2 separate regions of the Mus musculus genome follow, and region 2 is linked to region 1. Evidence: chromatin contacts called from public Hi-C data. All regions are on one chromosome and are shown on one strand. Each heading gives the region's core, a stretch centred on a gene start, on an enhancer-like site or on the middle of the called end of the contact. The rest is flanking DNA. Distances are from core to core; before and after follow the strand shown. Region 1 holds the start of Platr5 (pluripotency associated transcript 5). Region 2 has its middle 110 kb from the start of Platr5.

Region 1 (3,646 bases), core at 622-3,121:
CCTGGGGTGGAGGAAATCTAATTTGTGTGAGAGAAGTCATGTGGCTTCAACAGTCGAATGCTTAATTTTCTGAGAATTAAGACATATACATCCCGGTATCATTTTGGACACAATAGCGGGAGTAACTGATTATGTTTGTGTCTGAAGCAGGGCAAGTGCGCTGGAGCCTCCAGATAATTTTTCTGTCTTTGGTAGATTTTTTTCCTGACGACAGTGACAAGTACCTCTGCCTCTGGCTTTCACACATCCTGCACAGCAAACATATCATGCGGCCAAATGGTTAGAGTGGGACCTGGCCCTGAAATCCCCACACCCCAGCTCTGCCATGTCCCCTCTCCTGAGGATAGATAAGATTGTGGAGAGTTAGTTCTGTCTTCCTTTTCTGTGCCTTGAGCACAGGTCTGTCTTCATTTCTCACTGAAGGTAGCTACTGAGAACTATCTTTATTTTGCCCACCAAAAGGCATTGAAAGCAGTGTCTGGCTCAGCAGTTAACCCTCCTGAGCCAATAGTCATCACTCCTGCTGGCCGGTAGCTCGCTTTCCAACAGCTCCTCTCTTAATTTCAAGAAAGTTGATAATTAAATGTTATGTAACTCTTTGACCATGTAAAGTTTGGGTTTTTTTTTTGTTTTGTTTTGCTTTTGTTTGTTTATTTTTTCCTGAGATATAAGTTTATCATGGGGGCGGGGGTGGGGGAGAGGGACACTGGCTCTTTGTGGTTAGTGTCAAATTACTGCCCACAGATTGGAACCACAGGAGTATTGGGGAAAGCTGATTTTAAAACAGGCAGGACTGAGAAACAGATAAGTTGCTATGATCTCCGGGCAGAAAATTAGGTTTGTAAGAAAATTTACAACTACTTCTTACAGGGGCTTAGGAAACAGGGACAAGATGAATCTCCCAAGGAGGATGGAGAGAGTGAGACTGTAGCCGACAGCAGCCACGGGGTACTGGGTTCCTGAAAAGAAAGCTGGCGATGGATGGGAAGGACAGCAAGAGAAATAAGGAGCCAAGACCAAGTTCTCTGATCAAGGTTCAACTTTAATTCTTGAGTCTGAATTTTTAAAGGGGGGGAAATCCATCCCCCTCTTTGCCAGGATCTCCTTCCTGCTTTGTCAGCATCTCGTCAGGAAAGCAAGCTCAGCTGCTCAGCAGGTGGTGGCTTCTTGCAGGAAGCTGCAGATGTGGCAGGACAATAGACTTCACCTCGGTCAGAAGACTCCATCCTAGGGGAGATAACCAACTGTGGCAGACAAGGTCTGATTCAGCCCACACAAGGCTAAGGGAGGGCACAGTTCCTCCCTTTTTATTAAGAATTAGCTGGACTGGGGCATAAGATTTACTTTTCCATGGTTCAGCCTGGGAATTATGGTGGCTGGCGGCCATGCCTGGCTTAGGACTGAGCCTAGACTCTCTCTTACCCGTCTGGGAGAAAAGAAAAACATGGCTCCATGTTTATTTCCTCTTACCTCGGATCAGCACACACACCTTTGGCTCACAGGCTTTGCTCCAGACCAATTCCCTCTTCAGCTGGGTTTGGGGGTGGCCAAGACCTCCAGCGAGAAAGACATTATCTGTCAGCCCATCATGTTGTTTAGAGTCAGGGGAGGCTGCTAGGTTACTGTCTGAATTAGGGTTTCCACTGCTGTGAACAGACACCATGACCAAGGCAACTCCTAAAAAGAACATTTAATTGGGGCTGGCTTACAGGTTCAAAGGTTCAGTCCAGTATCATCAAGGCGGAAAGCATGGCAGCTTCCAAGCAGGCATGGTGCAGGAGGAGCTGAGAGTTCTACTACACCTTCATCCAAAGGAATCCAGGAGCCGACTGGATGCCATGTGGCTAGCAGGAGGGTTTCAAAGCCCACCCTCACAGTGACTCACTTCCTCCAATAAGGCCACACCTACTGCAACAAGACCACACCTCCCAATAGCACCACTCCCTGGGTTAAGCATATTCAAACCACCACAGTGACCCTCCAGGAGAACATCAAAATAGATACTTTATAAAGAGTTTGGGGGAGAACCTCACCCTTGCCGGCCCTGAAGGATACCTGCCAGGTTCTGAGAGGAATAGTCAAGTCACACAATTCACCTGGAAATAGAGTCTCTGGTGAGTTAGAGCCCAGCAGATGAACTGAAGGTGGAATTCTAGTCTGGCAAATCTGCAGGGCCGTGGGGGAAGGCATCAAGGTGTGCATTCTGCACAAGGCCTGGGATACTGATTAAGTCCCTAGAGCATCTCTGTGTGAATGAACGTTCCTGCCCAGCTTGCCAAGGCACGGCTGCTCATGCTGTCTGAGCTTAGGTTCTCTGTTGGGTATGTGTTTGTGTTGGGTTCTTGAGTAGCTATGGAAAGTGGGATGTGATTTTCTTCTTTAATAAACAATTTAAAAACAATTTCCAATTGTTTGTTTGGTTGGTTGGTTGGGTTTTTGTTGAGACAGAATCTCTTTATTATGTAGCTCTGGCTACCCCAGAACTCACTCTGTAGACCAGGATGGCCTCAAACTCACTTAGATGCCCTTACATCTGCCTCCCAAGTGCTGGCATTAAAGGTGTGTACTAACACACCTGACTAAATATTTCCAAGTGTAATTAAGGACATAATTTACTTTCTGATCCCCACTTGTTTTGCAAGGACTGTCTCTGCTCACCCACTTCCCCACTCACACACACACACACACACACACACACACACACACACACACACACACACACAGCTATATGATATCCATTTAAGGTCAGAGAATCAGCCCTGGATGTCATTTCTCAAGCACCATTCATCACACTTGTGAGACAGGGTCTCTTACTGGCCTGGAACCCACCAGGTGTTAGGCTTGCTGGCCAAGGAGGGTCCAGGATCAGCTTGTCTCTGCCTCTACAGTGTTAGGATTGCAAGCACAGGCCCCCACCCTGGCTTTTGCGTGAGCTCTAGGGCTGAAGACCAAGAAAACTTCTTTACCCCTAAGCCCTCTCCCCAGCACCCCCTAATTTCTGAAGGCTGATCCATCCTGGGCAAGTTTGGCCTTGCTGGGGTGTGTCTTGTGAAAATGAAGAAGCACCCAGGAGAAGCAGTTGGGAGCATCCTCACCGAATCTGTTGGTTTTTATTGCTCCCAGAAGTCTGACATCTTGTTATTGGTAAAACTCTCGAGATGGAAAAGTTATGGTTGCTATTAACAGCCATGAGCCATGACTGCAAGAGAGAGAGAGAGAGAGAGAGAGAGAGAGAGATTTCTCAGATGATTGTGGCTGTTCTTAGCCAGCTTAAGTTAAAGCAGAATTAAGAAATAAAACACTAAACCGGTATAATTCCTAAATGCTTACCCTTATACCCACGGATAAGTTCTCACCCCTCCTCATCCAAGAAGCCTCTCTTGGCAGCAGACAGAGACCATTGCATAAAGTCACAACTAGTCAAAATGCAGAGAACAACTAATCCATTGTGGGTAACCCCGAGCCGATGGCTACATCTACAGCATAACTCCTGTGCCTGCGGAACATTGTAGAAGAGGGGGCAGAAAGATTGTTAAGAACCAGAGGGCTAAGAATTCTGCAGGGGGGGGGATGACGACGACGACGATTATGTCTCCTAGAACTGATAGGGAAGCTTCACGCATGATACCTCAATAGTATGGCTGCC
Region 2 (3,406 bases), core at 398-2,897, 110 kb before region 1:
GTTTAAAATGACATAATGCTTATTTCGTAGCTATGAAGACAGTAGTTTTGAAAAGTCTGATTTACAAGTCAGATAAGTATGTGAGGTCATGGATGTGCTGATGGGTTCCTTGCCCTCCTCCCCAACTGTTTCCTTGCCCCCTTTCCCTCCAATCCCCTCTTCTTCCCATCTGCATCTCCTTCCATCACTCTTTCCTCTTTGTCCTCCTCTTTCTCTTTCTGCACCCCCTTCTCCATCTCCTCCCCATTGCCTTCACCGTCTTTTTTGTCTTTGCTCCCCCATTATGTCTTATCAATAGAGCCCACGATGACAGGAGGAACGGGCTGTGTGCTGCTGTCCAGCTATAGGCCCCTGAACGACTCCCCCATATGTGTGCAGAAGCAGAAGCATTTGTGTGTGCACAATGTTTGTGCAGCACATGGCTTCTCTGTGTGAGGCACACAGAGGTAAGTGTGGGTCACACCAGTGGGTACAACTATGCCATAGCTCCTTTCTCATTTCTATGACAAAATACTCTGACAAGGGTAACTTCAACAGGGAGGGGTCATTTTGACTCATGGTTCCTGAGTGACACAGTCCATCTTGGAAGGACAACATGGCAGCAAGTAGGGAATGCAGGTGGTGGCAGGAAGAGGCAGCTGGCTGATCACGCCATATATGTGCTCCGAAAGCAGAGAGTGAAGAGGAAGTAGGGATGGATAGAAAGGTCTGAGGCCTGCCTCCAGTGAGGCCCCACCTCCTAAATGCTTCCCCAAACCTCCTCAAACACTGTCCCCAGCTGGAGATCAAGTTCAAATATTTGAGCCCATGAAGGACATCCCAAATTCACACCACAACAGACCGTCCCAGCCCTTTGCCCAGAGGATTTGCACATCAAGAATAAACAATCTTTGGTGTTGTTTTATTAGTTACTGTTGTGATAGTCAGACTTGAAAGACTCAGATGCAAAGAAGATGGCAGGGAAAGCCATGTCGAGAACAGTGTTAGTTCACCAGGCACAGTGTCCTGACAGAGCCTGGATGACGTATGGATGGGATGCAGAACAGGCGTGACTCTGAGCCAGGCACTGCTCTGCTTACCCTCAGGTCCCCCCTGTGCTGAGACCTGTGGATTTGGGGACCTGGGTGAGTTGGTTTGAGGAGGCTGCCTACTCTTTACTCCTCTGGTTCTGTGTGGGGACACGGGGCTCAGGGTATATGATGACTTGCTTATAATTGCCTAGGTCCTGGTGCTTCTCCATTCTCCTCATCTTCTTGCCTTGAACAGGCTGCCCCATTTATTTTTCACACTGAAACCTAATCACGGCCAAAGCCATTTGAGGCTAAGCAGGAAGCCATTTTCTCCCTCGGAAGTTGGATTTCTAGCAGGCTGTTCTCTCAAAATGCAGCTCAGTTTTTTTTTTTTGAAGATGGATCAAAGTTCTATTAAATCATATTTATGGAGGCAGAGCCTACAGCTCCCATCAAAACTGTGGAGACACAGATGTTATACTGTGGGAGGAGACCGTCGGAGCCAGAAGATGGCCAGACAGCTGAGAAACGACATCTCCTGGGCAAGATACAGCCATGGAAACCATAGACAGCTATGGAAGCCTGTTCTGGGTCTGCATTGGCCCATGGACAGTTCAGGGAGTGGAGGAGGGGCCTAGGCCCTATTTTTCACTGCTGAACTATTTCCTAGGAATAAACTCAAAAGATTTACTGCCTTCAGTTGTGTTCTTACTGGTGATGCCATCAGGCTCCAGAGTCAGTCCCAACCCAACAGCTGCACACATGGCTCTGATAAAGCAAATGGTAAAGCACAATAAACCTCAAAGTCTTGAATGTAGGAAAGTGACAGGTAGGGAGGAGGGAGGTGGGTAGGAGCATGGCAGTGGGGTGGTACCCAGAATGAACTGTTAACATGTATGAAATCAGCAAAGAATGAACACAAAATAATAGCTGGTAGGTTTTTCTCTGCCAGTGAAATGAACCAATTCAAGCCAGATTAAAATATGTACATGCAGGTCTATTGCCATAGGGAGGGGAAAAAGAGGGGAAGGGCAAGAGAGAAAGCCCAGGCAGGGTGAGAAAGAGGAGAGAGAAGAGAAGAGAAACAAGGAGAGCACAAAATGTCTGGATTATATTGGGATGAGCCTTTTGGGGACGGGCCCCACCGCCCCTGGGCTGGAGTGTTCAGGGATGGGGGCAGGGTATGGGATTGAGGGGTGCTGGAAAACCCTGGAGGCCTGGTCTGCTTTGGTGTGTAAAATATGCACCTCAGCCCCCTGTCCCAGGCCTGAAATGTAGCAATAACAACAGGAATAAAAAACAACTTTAGGAAAGAGAGACAAAACATAAATTCCTTTCTTCTTTCTTTCTTTTTTTCTTTCTTTCTTTCTTTCTTTCTTTCTTTCTTTCTTTCTTTCTTTCTTTCTTTCTTTCTTTCTTTCTTTCTTTCTTTCTTTCTTTCTTTGAACTATGTTTATTGGATAGAATTTAATTTAGGGACAGGCTTACCTAAGACAATCCTCTAGCCATCTGTGATATTTTATGAACTGACAGGCAATGCTCTACTTAGCAGACCTCCTTAGCTATCTCAAACAGAGGGCAGTAAAGCCAGCATCAGAGTGTGTGTGTTTAGGTGTGTACACGCACACACACGTGTTGCATGTGACCTCAGGTGTCATTCTTTAGGCCGCTCAACTATTCTGAGACAAGGATCTCTCACCAACCTGGATCTTACCAGGTAGGTCAGGTGAGCTGCCTGCAAGATCCAGGGATCCTCCTCTGTCCTCTGTCCTCTGTCCTCTGTCCTCTGTCCTCTGTCCTCTGTCCTCCAAGCATCTGCCACCACAGCAGGCTTTCTTGCATCGTTTCTGAGAATCACACTCAGGTCTTCAAGGTTGCCTGGCAAGTGCTTGGTTGACAGAGCTCTCCCCTGTCCCATCGTCCTCCATCATTGTTCCAACAGGCTGCTCAGTTACTCTTCCACCCCCCAGTCTGAGGCTGGTTAGGCTGTGCAGTGGCGAAGGCAGGAGACTATTCTGGAAGGATCTTGCATAGCGTCTGCAAAAACAGAACAGAGAGAGCCTGGTGCTCTCAGGTGGTGGAGGCAGCCTGGCCTGCTCCCAGCCTCTCTACTGCAGCTTCCCCTTTTCTACCTCCCCTCCTCCCTCTCAGGTGGAGCAGCCTTCCCTCCTTGAAGCCAGGGACCACCCACATGCAGGATGTAGCTGCCCCCACCACCCACGTAGAGAGGAGCCCCGACAAACACCAGCCTCTCCCCTTCGGGCCTTGCCACCCTAGGCCTGGAGATAATCGGCTTCTTCATCCACCACGACTGTGCCCAAGCTGATGTCTGTCATCCTCCTCCCCTGCCTCTGGCATTCCTTCCTCCAAGCTGTGTCTGCATACAGCCTTCATGT

The links. Hi-C and Micro-C count contacts between places; a contact is called where the count stands out from the background.
Region 2: a contact with region 1 is called in a Hi-C map of uterus, with 5 times the contacts expected there. The contact joins the enhancer-like site here to the promoter of Platr5 in region 1. A contact is called at or near these places in 1 of 15 datasets of contacts at CTCF or cohesin (embryonic stem cells), 12 of 484 Hi-C or Micro-C datasets (the HL-1 cell line, the Patski cell line, embryonic fibroblasts and 4 more) and 2 of 115 datasets of contacts at active chromatin or transcription factors (extraembryonic endoderm stem cells and fibro-adipogenic progenitors).

What each region holds. Positions count from the first base shown.
Region 1 is chr1:88,753,115-88,756,760 of GRCm38.p6, reverse strand. Platr5 (pluripotency associated transcript 5) reads right to left here and starts at 1,871. Exons shown (of 3, transcript NR_040493.1): 1 at 1,803-1,871; 2 at 1,471-1,677; 3 at 1,028-1,227.
Region 2 is chr1:88,865,517-88,868,922 of GRCm38.p6, reverse strand. No RefSeq gene overlaps it. Among named protein-coding and RNA genes, the nearest start is that of Platr5, 110 kb to the right of the region's middle. Within about 2 kb of position 1,647, at least 5 of the 459 cell types and tissues checked have an H3K27ac peak or open chromatin away from gene starts, as enhancers often do. A contact at or near this core is called in uterus, where this site is marked.